3 separate regions of the Mus musculus genome follow, and regions 2 and 3 are each linked to region 1. The links are chromatin contacts, called in public targeted proximity ligation maps. All regions are on one chromosome and are shown on one strand. The core of a region is the stretch at or near the end of the contact, and the rest is flanking DNA. Distances in the headings are between cores, read along the strand shown. Region 1 overlaps Glis3 (GLIS family zinc finger 3). Region 2 overlaps Glis3 (GLIS family zinc finger 3). Region 3 has its middle 26 kb from the start of Gm35922.

The links.
Region 2: a targeted proximity ligation map of pancreatic cancer cells shows a contact between it and region 1. A contact is called at or near these places in 4 of 484 Hi-C or Micro-C datasets (the MC3T3-E1 cell line, the STO cell line, cortical neurons and 1 more), 1 of 130 datasets of targeted methods (pancreatic cancer cells) and 2 of 9 other capture datasets (embryonic stem cells and pancreatic islet).
Region 3: a targeted proximity ligation map of pancreatic cancer cells shows a contact between it and region 1. A contact is called at or near these places in 2 of 484 Hi-C or Micro-C datasets (the AML12 cell line and nephron progenitors) and 1 of 130 datasets of targeted methods (pancreatic cancer cells).

What each region holds. Positions count from the first base shown.
Region 1 is chr19:28,516,862-28,519,909 of GRCm38.p6, forward strand. The region is part of intron 4 of Glis3 (GLIS family zinc finger 3); the gene reads right to left. Among named protein-coding and RNA genes, the nearest start is that of Gm35866, 150 kb to the left of the region's middle.
Region 2 is chr19:28,297,710-28,300,757 of GRCm38.p6, forward strand. It overlaps Glis3 (GLIS family zinc finger 3), which reads right to left. Exons shown (of 11, transcript NM_175459.6): 8 at 1,069-1,237. Among named protein-coding and RNA genes, the nearest start is that of Gm35866, 65 kb to the right of the region's middle.
Region 3 is chr19:28,732,422-28,735,469 of GRCm38.p6, forward strand. No RefSeq gene overlaps it. Among named protein-coding and RNA genes, the nearest start is that of Gm35922, 26 kb to the right of the region's middle.

The DNA of each region.
Region 1 (3,048 bases), core at 395-2,894:
GAGAAAACAAAACAATGTGATTTAGTGGTGGTCAGTAGAATACTTTGTTCTGCGTAAGAAAGGCATGAATTCTGTATATAAGAGTTTGAAACTGGACTCCACTGCAGACACCCTCAATTAAGCCTATTCTAATTGCAGTTAAGAGACAATCCAACTTCAGAATTTCACTCCCAGGCACAGCTGTTTGTTAAGTATAGCAGGAGCCCATCAAGACACTTGGCAGTACCATTCCTTTGGGATACAATAATTTTTTTTATTTTTATTTTTATTTTATTTTTTTGGCAATCCCTATTACTCACTGATGGTAATTAGCAAGGCAATCTTTGGAGGAAATATACAATCAGGCAACTAGAAATGCCTTCTATGGAACTCTTTGAAAATAAATCATTGGCAGTACAAATGGTCGATATGTACTCTTAATTCAGAACTAAATTGCCCATTGATTCACCAAGATCTATGCTCTTGACCCTATGGTCTAGAAATTCATTTTTTTTCTTAAGTTCTGAATTCAAGGAAAGTTGCGGGTGGCACAGTTGTTGATTTTGATTTAACACCTCAATCGAGTAAGCAATTAGAGTGATTTCTCCATTATTTGCTCAGAGTGTACAGTGCCTTCCTTGACTGGTTCCGTCATAAAGACCCCATTCTGTGGACACAGCATAAAATCAGGGTCACAATCTAAATGCAACCTTCCAGGAACACACAATGGGACAGGATCAGGCTGACCCAGACAGCCGGAGACGTTGGAGTCCTCACCAGCAGTGGGTGAGTACACTAGGGTATGTATTGCTGTAGGAAATGCTAGTTACCAGGAGGAAACAGCTTCAATACACTCGGACTTTGCCCCCATGAACGCCAGAGCTTCCCACCTCTGTTCAAGATGCAGTTCCAGGCTTTCAGAAACAAGAGCTTGCTTTGCCACTACTGTGCTTTTACAACAATTGTATCCAGCACACCTCCCACTAACACCTTAGACAAGTTTCGACAAGTACAGCTGAATCACTTGAGATGGGCCAAAAGGTCAGGGCCCTGAAACTTTGTCAGCATGATTATCTAAAGCCACTGGAAAGCACTCCATGCATCTGAGAGAGCAGGTCGGCTTTCTATCACACAAAAGCAGCTTTGTTTCTGCATATGTGACGCCTCTTAATTAGAATCAATGATTTTTTTTTTATTGCCGATAAGCCTGTTTGCCTAGCTCCATTTTCCTAAAACACTTTAAACATTTCTAAGAAGGGTGAATGTCGGTGGAACACTGAGATAGGCCTTGAACCAGGGCTGTGGTTTTTGCATGCTGTTTACAATTTGTCATCTGTAGGGATAATTCTGCAAGTTTAAACACACTAAAGGACATATTATAAAGAGTCAGGCAATTTCGTTTTGTTTGAATGTAATGGTGGAAATGTACCAAAATTGCCCATAGAGGTTCACTGACATTCTTTCCTTGAGTACGTGCCAGTTCATGACTGAAAGCAAGCGTTCAGAGAACATAAGAACATTTAGGACCACAGTGTGTGTATCAAACAGGCTACTTTATGAACAGCTGGGAAATGCTGTGTTTCAGGGCCCTTGGCGAAGTAGCTGTAACACCCAAATTTCTTTGCTCCATAGTGAATGTCTTGGTGATTCATCTGTGACATTGCCCTCGATAATGACAGGATATTCCTCAGGGCAAGAGCCTGTGGGACAGGAAAACACCACACAGCCTCAGGGGTTAGAAGATGATGATCAACCGCAAATCATGCACCCAGAACATGTAATTAGGATAAGGTGGGGGGGAAACTGAGTAATCCATATGAGATAAGGAGAGTTTCCCAGCGGTGGTGATCAGATGCCAATGGAATCTTTGGAAAGCAAAAATGAGGGGGAAAGACGGATGGCCTGGGAAAGACTTAGCAAACTGAAAAGCAAACTTTCAAGGCTAGCACTGATTAAAAGGAATATTCCCTTAAAAACCAACCAACCAACCAACCAACCAGTGTGATGAGATGTGGTCAGCACCCTCACAGGAAACTCAGAGTAAACTGACGGAAGTGCCCCTTCTCCTCAAGAGGTCAGAAAAGACCTGCACAGGGAGAGGAAATGAGGGGCGATTTTGGCTCCAAAAACTGATACCTCCCAAGTTTTCTCCTGAGTCCACGGGGAGACCACACTCCCAGCCTCCCTTGCAGTTGTTTGTTATACACCACGTGCCTGAGTCCTGCCCAATGATACGAAGGAAGAAACGCATCACTCTGTAATAATCATTAGGATCTCCTTCATAGTGGGCTCAGGTTGCCACACCCATACTGAAGGATCCTGAGTTACTGCACAACTGCAAAAATGCTGTATTACAACCTGGAAAATAAATAAACTTTTATTATACCAAGCCAGAGATCCAAAACTGTCCGCGACCGTGTGCAATCATCTCAACATCTTTTACAATACTCCCCGCTCTTATCTGTTGCCTTTTCAGATCACTGCCTAAGGGCGATGCACACCTCTCCTGTCCCCTGTCCTCCCCCATTACCTATCCCAAGCTGGCCTCAAACTCCCCAAGCTCCTGCAGAAGCCTTGGAAGTACTAGGATTGCAGATGTACATCACCACACCCAGCCCTCACCTCATTCTTGAACAAGGTGATTTCAGAAACTGTCAGAAACACTGGGAAACTGGCCAACTCTCTCTCATAGCTTACCCAGCAAAAAGCAAGGTGCTGCTGTCGTGTGGAAGGGGAAGAGAACACGCTCTTCATTCCAAAAGTTAGGTCAAAATAGTTTACTTATTTTTAATACTTTATTCTGGAAAATGCTAAGTATCTTACACAAGTAGAAATAACAGAGCAATGAACCTCAATGTATTGAGCAGCTAAATTTCATGTGGGGTATGGTGTGTGTGTATGTCTGTGTGTGTTAAGGTCTGTTACATATTAATTATTGAACTATGGCAGGACCTAGTGTACACAGTGAATGGGTATGTAGTAGAAGAACATATTCCGAGTCTCAAGACCCACCGGTTATTTTTAAGGAGTGCTGTGAGGATTAAATTAACCTAACAGTTCACAGCAAAA
Region 2 (3,048 bases), core at 267-2,766, 220 kb before region 1:
CGCTGTGTGCCCTCATCTCTTCCATATCCAGCCAGCATCCTTACTGTCTGGGATGCTCTTCCCCTTCACCTATGTGGAGAAACATCCCTTTCTCTTGATGCCTATACAGCCCTTCCTTTTGCTCACTGAGAAGCTGTTTGGGTTTGCGGTTCACAGAAACAGATGCATGTGGGGAGCAGAGCAGCGGCATGAGCACCCACTCTCAAACCCAAACCTCGAAAGCCACTGGAGAACTCAGAAGTAAAAATAACACAGAACATAGAGTTCTTTAACCACAGAAATTCCTTATACCAACCAAAGGCATTGCGTGAACAGTCGCTTTCTGATCAGTCACATAACATCTTCTGTCACCTTATAATCTTTTCCCATCGTGCTCCAGTTGGGAAATGAACTACTGCCCATGGCCTGTGTGTTGAGGCACTGCCCTGGCACCTCCTTGAAGTGCTCTGAGGAAGTGGGGCCTAGTGGAGGGACTTTAGGGGCAATTGGGAATATTGTCCTTTTCTGTCTCTCTACTTCCTAGGCATCAGGAGGTGAAGAGGCCCCCTCTGTCACATGTTCCCACCTGATGAGCCCAAAGCAGCATCCAGTGACTATAGGCTGAGTTCTCTGAAACCATGAGCCAAGACCAACTTTCTTCTTTTTTGTGCCCAGTCATTCTGTCAATAACAGAAACACGCCCAGCACACAAACTTGCATTGCTATCTGTGAAACTATGGTACCATTCCTATCCAGAGAACTCCTCAACTCACTGGTAACTGAGCCCCAAAGCAAGATGGAGAGAGGTGGCAACTGTTGGTCATTGCGATACAGTTTCCAGGTCCTGACACCTGAGCTGTCCACTGCCGGTATCATTTCATTTATTACACACACACATATATATAAAATGTAACAGATAATGAGATATTTGGTCCACATACTTGGTGTATGTTACTTTTAAAATGTCACCCCTGGGTAACTCAACCCACCAACAGATTATTAATAAAATTCAGCAACTGTCAGAGCTCTTCTCGGTAGAGGGAGGCTTGGCGGCGACACCTATTATGAGAGAGCGACAGATGGCCTTACCTCTCAGCGCCTGCGTCCACAGCTGTGAGTGGAGGTAACTGGGAGGAGGGGTTGTGGGGGCTCCCCTGTACATTATGTCCTGGAGAAGGGTGACTGACAGGATGTGGGGGTGGCCCAGCCCCAGCAGCTGTTCCACTTCGAGTTGAATGATTGCTGGCGAAAATGGGAGCTGAAAAATCAAGAGAGAGGCAGCATGAGCTGGTGCCCTGAAGGGGGCCCACATTTTAAACACCAAAGCTGACAGCGAGCATATTTCAGGGGCTTGTTTGTTTTTCTCTGAGTGCCTTTTTGGGAACAGTTCTCCCCTTCCTGGATACACACAGCTTTTGTTTCTATGGTGGAACAGGTTCCCTGGCTCTTGTGCCTTCACCGCCATCTCGGGAGCTCCGTCTGAACTTGCCCCAGGTTCACCTTGGCCTCTGAAGTGCTGTGTGCCCTTGCCAGCTCCCTATCTGGTCATTACAATTAATCTTGTGCTGTTTGCTTCTGAGCAAAGGTTTCTGTGTGCTCTTCAGTCACAGAGGATGTTCGTTGCATAATGGCATGTTCAGTCAGCTGACTTGCAAGGCGCTCGGCATGGCCCTTCTACCTCTTCTCGCTGTGCAGCAAGATGCTGTGGGCCAGGCCTCGGCTTTCTCTGCCATTGCCACACGTCAGCACAAAGACAACAGAAACCACCTGACTGCAGCCAACACAGGGTCCTGGACTCTGAACTAAGAGCCTGAGAGAGAGAGAGACTGCAGACATTTCCATGATGCTGTGATGAACCCTCGCTCTCATTCCAAAGAGGCCCTCATACATAGCTCTGGCTCTGTTCCCACCACTGTCCCTCACACACGGAGGGTGACTCAGAGCCTCGTTCTTGGGGCAGCCTCACCTTTGAGCACTGGAAAGGACGTCACACTTTCCTGTGTGCCCATTTACATGAGCTAATTGGTAAGACGTTGCCTGATAGCTGAGGCTTGTCACTTCCAAAGTCACTTGTATCAGAGAGGAAGGACCCTTACTGTGGGGGACCTACTTGGCAGACATCTCATTAGGCTGTAATCAGGCGACAAGATTACCAGTGATGCCCTTCACTTCCTTCTTGGTATACAACTCTGTTCTATGCCCATTTCTGCCCCTTTTAAGCTTTACTAATATCAAAGAACAAGTGGATTTTTTTTTAATTAAAGAAATCAAGTTCAGGATTAAGAAAGTCATATTATCAAAAAGATCTGAAGGTTGAAGAGTTCAGGGAGTTGTATTTTTAGACCAGTATCACTTTCACCCAACCTCACCAGGATAGAATTAAGACCCCAGATGACCCAGCCCCCAAAGGACTGATCCAATGGCATCGGAGTTCAAGGACTTACAGGAGCCTGTGAAGAGGCAAAATTACCATCTTCCCGCTCAAAAAGCTACTGACATGGGTGTGATCTCATTTGAAGGGTTTATTTTTGGTAAATCAGCATCCTGTCAGGTTCACTCCTATCCTCAGAAACCTTCAACCTTCCACAGTCCTCTAAGTCCTCAAGTGGCAGCGAGGCCAGAAAGTGCTTACCGGTTCAAAAAGTCAAGCCCAGGCTTCTCTTGTGCACGTCAGCTTCCATGAAAGTGACGCGTCTGCAAACTCGCTGGAGTCACCTTATGAATCACTGCCCTCATTTGTGCCCTGCTGGCTCAGGGAACCACAATTCTGCCTGTATTCCCCATAATAATGTGGCCCAAGGGAGAAGGTTGCTTGGATGGGCTGTAGCAATAGTTAGTTTCAACACTGGTGTTTGTCAGCATGAAGCCTGGGTTTTAAATAGTGCTCTAAAAATGAACGGGATAATAGGTCACAGAAACCTGACCGTGAAACACAGCTACCTTTAAGAAACTCTGCTTTAGGTATAGAGACAACAGCTTTCTTTTATTTTGTAATTGTGGCTGAACATACCCATCGCTTATTCATGCCTAGAGATATTTTTGTTTGTATGTGCTTACATTTATTACAAG
Region 3 (3,048 bases), core at 265-2,764, 220 kb after region 1:
CAGCCTGCTTACCTCCTTGCTCATCCTCTCCTTCCTCTGTAGCATTTTCTTACCATTTTACATGCACAACCCCACTTGTCCATCACCTGGCTCTCCAATGAGAATGGAAACATAAGAGACTTTTCACTGGAATGATATGTACTCCATATTAGCTAGTGCATCGTATTGTATCTAATAGTCACTGTCCCACGACTGAGGTTTTGGCCTAGAGAGGAGGGAAACAGGGTCCATGGATTTAAAATTTTCCCCTGCCCCTTTGTTAATAATAAATATGGTAAGTTGCATATAGACATTTTTTTCCCATTTATATCCAAAGTCATTTTTAAAATGACATGTTAAAGAATAACATTTGAACTTTAAGAGCCATAGCCACACACAGTTTTAAAATATGGAGGGAACCATCAAGACATTAGGCAAAAAGAGATTAAAGCAGTTGACTCGAGGGAATGGAAACTTGAAGAGGGAAGACATGAGAGAGGGACTGTGTAGTTGGCATTTTGGGGTTGTTTTGTTTCATTTTTTTTTCTTGTTGTTTTAAGCATCAGAGAACAATTTAACTACAAAAGAATACTGCTTTGATAGAAATGAAATTTAAATTCAAAAAGAATATTCAATGTCCTAAAAGGGTGGAATAAAATACAAGGGGGTCTCGGATATTTCTTTCAAAGCAGTGAGATCTAGAAGGCAGAAAATAGCTACAGACACAGAGGAGCCGGGTGCTGCAGTCAGCTTCCTTGCTCTAACACTTAGAGAACTTGACATCCAGACAAGGAAAGTCAGCACAGATGTATCGCGTCCTTGGCTGCAAAGAAAACCTCAAGAAAACATGAAGAGCGGGGCTTTTATGGGCTCTGTTTTCTAATAAGAACCCAATAAGATTAGAAATAAATGATATATAAAGTGAGCTTTGGAAATTTAGAAAATTCTTTTTCTCTCTTGATGCAGCCTGGCTTTCAACAGCTCTTTCCCCCTGGGGATACACAACATAAAAAGCTTCATTTGACAGTCAAAGCTGAGTGATGACTTTGGCGTTCTAGCCAGTGACTGTCCTGCCCCTGAAGCATTGAAATTCATTGATTAAAAGGAGAGGAAGCCATATGGCATCTTGATTTAAAGAGAATAAAAAATACATTAAATAATCCCTAAAATATCATATACATTATTCATAAGCGTGGCCATTACTTTACATCCACGGTCACAAGCCATCAGTCAACTGATGGAAAGATGCAGAATTGCCTGTCTCTGTTGTACATCTATAACATCTTTGGCCAGCTTCCCTGTGCTCCTAGTTAGCACCAAGGCAACAAGATTTACTAATGGACAGGGTTTCCTGGCATGGTGGAAAGGTCTTTAAAGTATATAGAGCACTTCTCAAGGTGATGTTCCTGATACAGACATTTTCCTGAGCCCAACTTCAGACCATCTGAATCAGAGGACCTAGAGGATGTAGGCATGGGGTGCATGCAAATTACACGTAAGTGAAGCCTAAGAGTCTACACTTCCTGGTGAGCTGGCAGTGGGTGTTTGTCTGTGCCAAAGTGTGATTTTCCACCATCCACCAACATTAGTCATCTCAGATAATACTGACTGTATGAAAGTCATGAACGGCAGTCAACTCTGTGGTAGCGACTGGACTGAGTGGAGGGTTTGGTGGATTCACAGCATAAGCCCTAATGAACGTCTCGAGAATAACTACCTGGCAAGCTTGGAACAGAGCTATTTGTGGGGTTTGCTTTTAATTAAATTTCATCACGGCTCATTAGCCGTTCTCGGAGCAGGAGCAGCAGGCATATTTAGGAGGTGTAGTCTCACCTCAGGTGCTCATTGCTCTCAAGGATCATCAAAGAGGATGCGTCCCCAAATAAAGGAAACTACTTTAAAAAATAATGTAAAACATTCATAAGTCTTTTATCATTTACCTAAAGAAATCCGAGAGTACCGGAACAACAACGAACAAACAAAGCTGGCCACAGAGGCACACACTGCTAATCTCAGCTCTGAGGGGGCAGAAGCAGGCAGATCTCAGAGTGTGGGGTCAACTTGGTCTACAGAGCCAATTCCAGGGCAGACCTGGCTACACAGAGTAACCCTGTCTCAAAAACAAGAACAACAAAAGAAGTTCGTAAGCTTCTCAGACAAATGAACAGGAGTGCTTGAGCGACTATGTTAATTGTAGGACAGCTGATCGCAGCAACAACTACGATCAGTGTCAGTATCTTTATCAATATGATTCATCTGCGTATACAAAAAATAATGTTGACTGAAGAATTCAAAATTTCAGGTAGAGAGTGGGAATAAATTTGGAAGCTCTGTTGTATAACATGGAAAGTGGTTGAAACGATATATTACAGTCCACCCTAAAAAACCTAAGAGAACAAATTTTAAATGGTCTTACTACAAGGATTATGACTTTGGGAAGTAATGCCTGTTAACAAAGTAGCTATTTCACGCAGTTGCATTTTTAAACATTTAAATAAAATTAAGCATTTTGTCTGTCAGTTTAAAGCACCTCTTAATCTTCAAAACAAATAAAACAAAGTTTCAGGGGGCTGGAGCAATGCCTCAGTGGTTAAGAGCACTCTTTGCTCTTCCAGAGGACCGGAGTTTGATTCTCAGAACCCAGCACCAGCACAGTAGCTTGCAGCCATCTGTTTCCAGAAGTCATGTCCTTATCGAGCCTGTCGGTACTGCCTGCACGTGGTACACAGACTTGCAGAGGCAAAGAGCACCTACCCATTACACATAAAATAAAAATAAATAAATTATATAAACTGAATTCCAGATAATCATAGACTAGTAACACCTGAAGGCTGTGTGTTAGGGTCTTGGGCTCCAGCCTGCAGCACAGGAACTTCTGAGGTAGTGCAACTTCTAGGAGATATGGGGCAAAGGGAAGGAAGTTGAGGCATTGGGAACATGGACTTGAAAGGGCTATCGGAACCTAGTCCCTTCCTCTATCTCTCTGCCTTCTGGATGCCAAGAGAAGAGTAGTGTCTTCAGCCATGTGCTCCCTCATGGTGTTCTTCTGTACTGCAGGCCTAAGAGCAT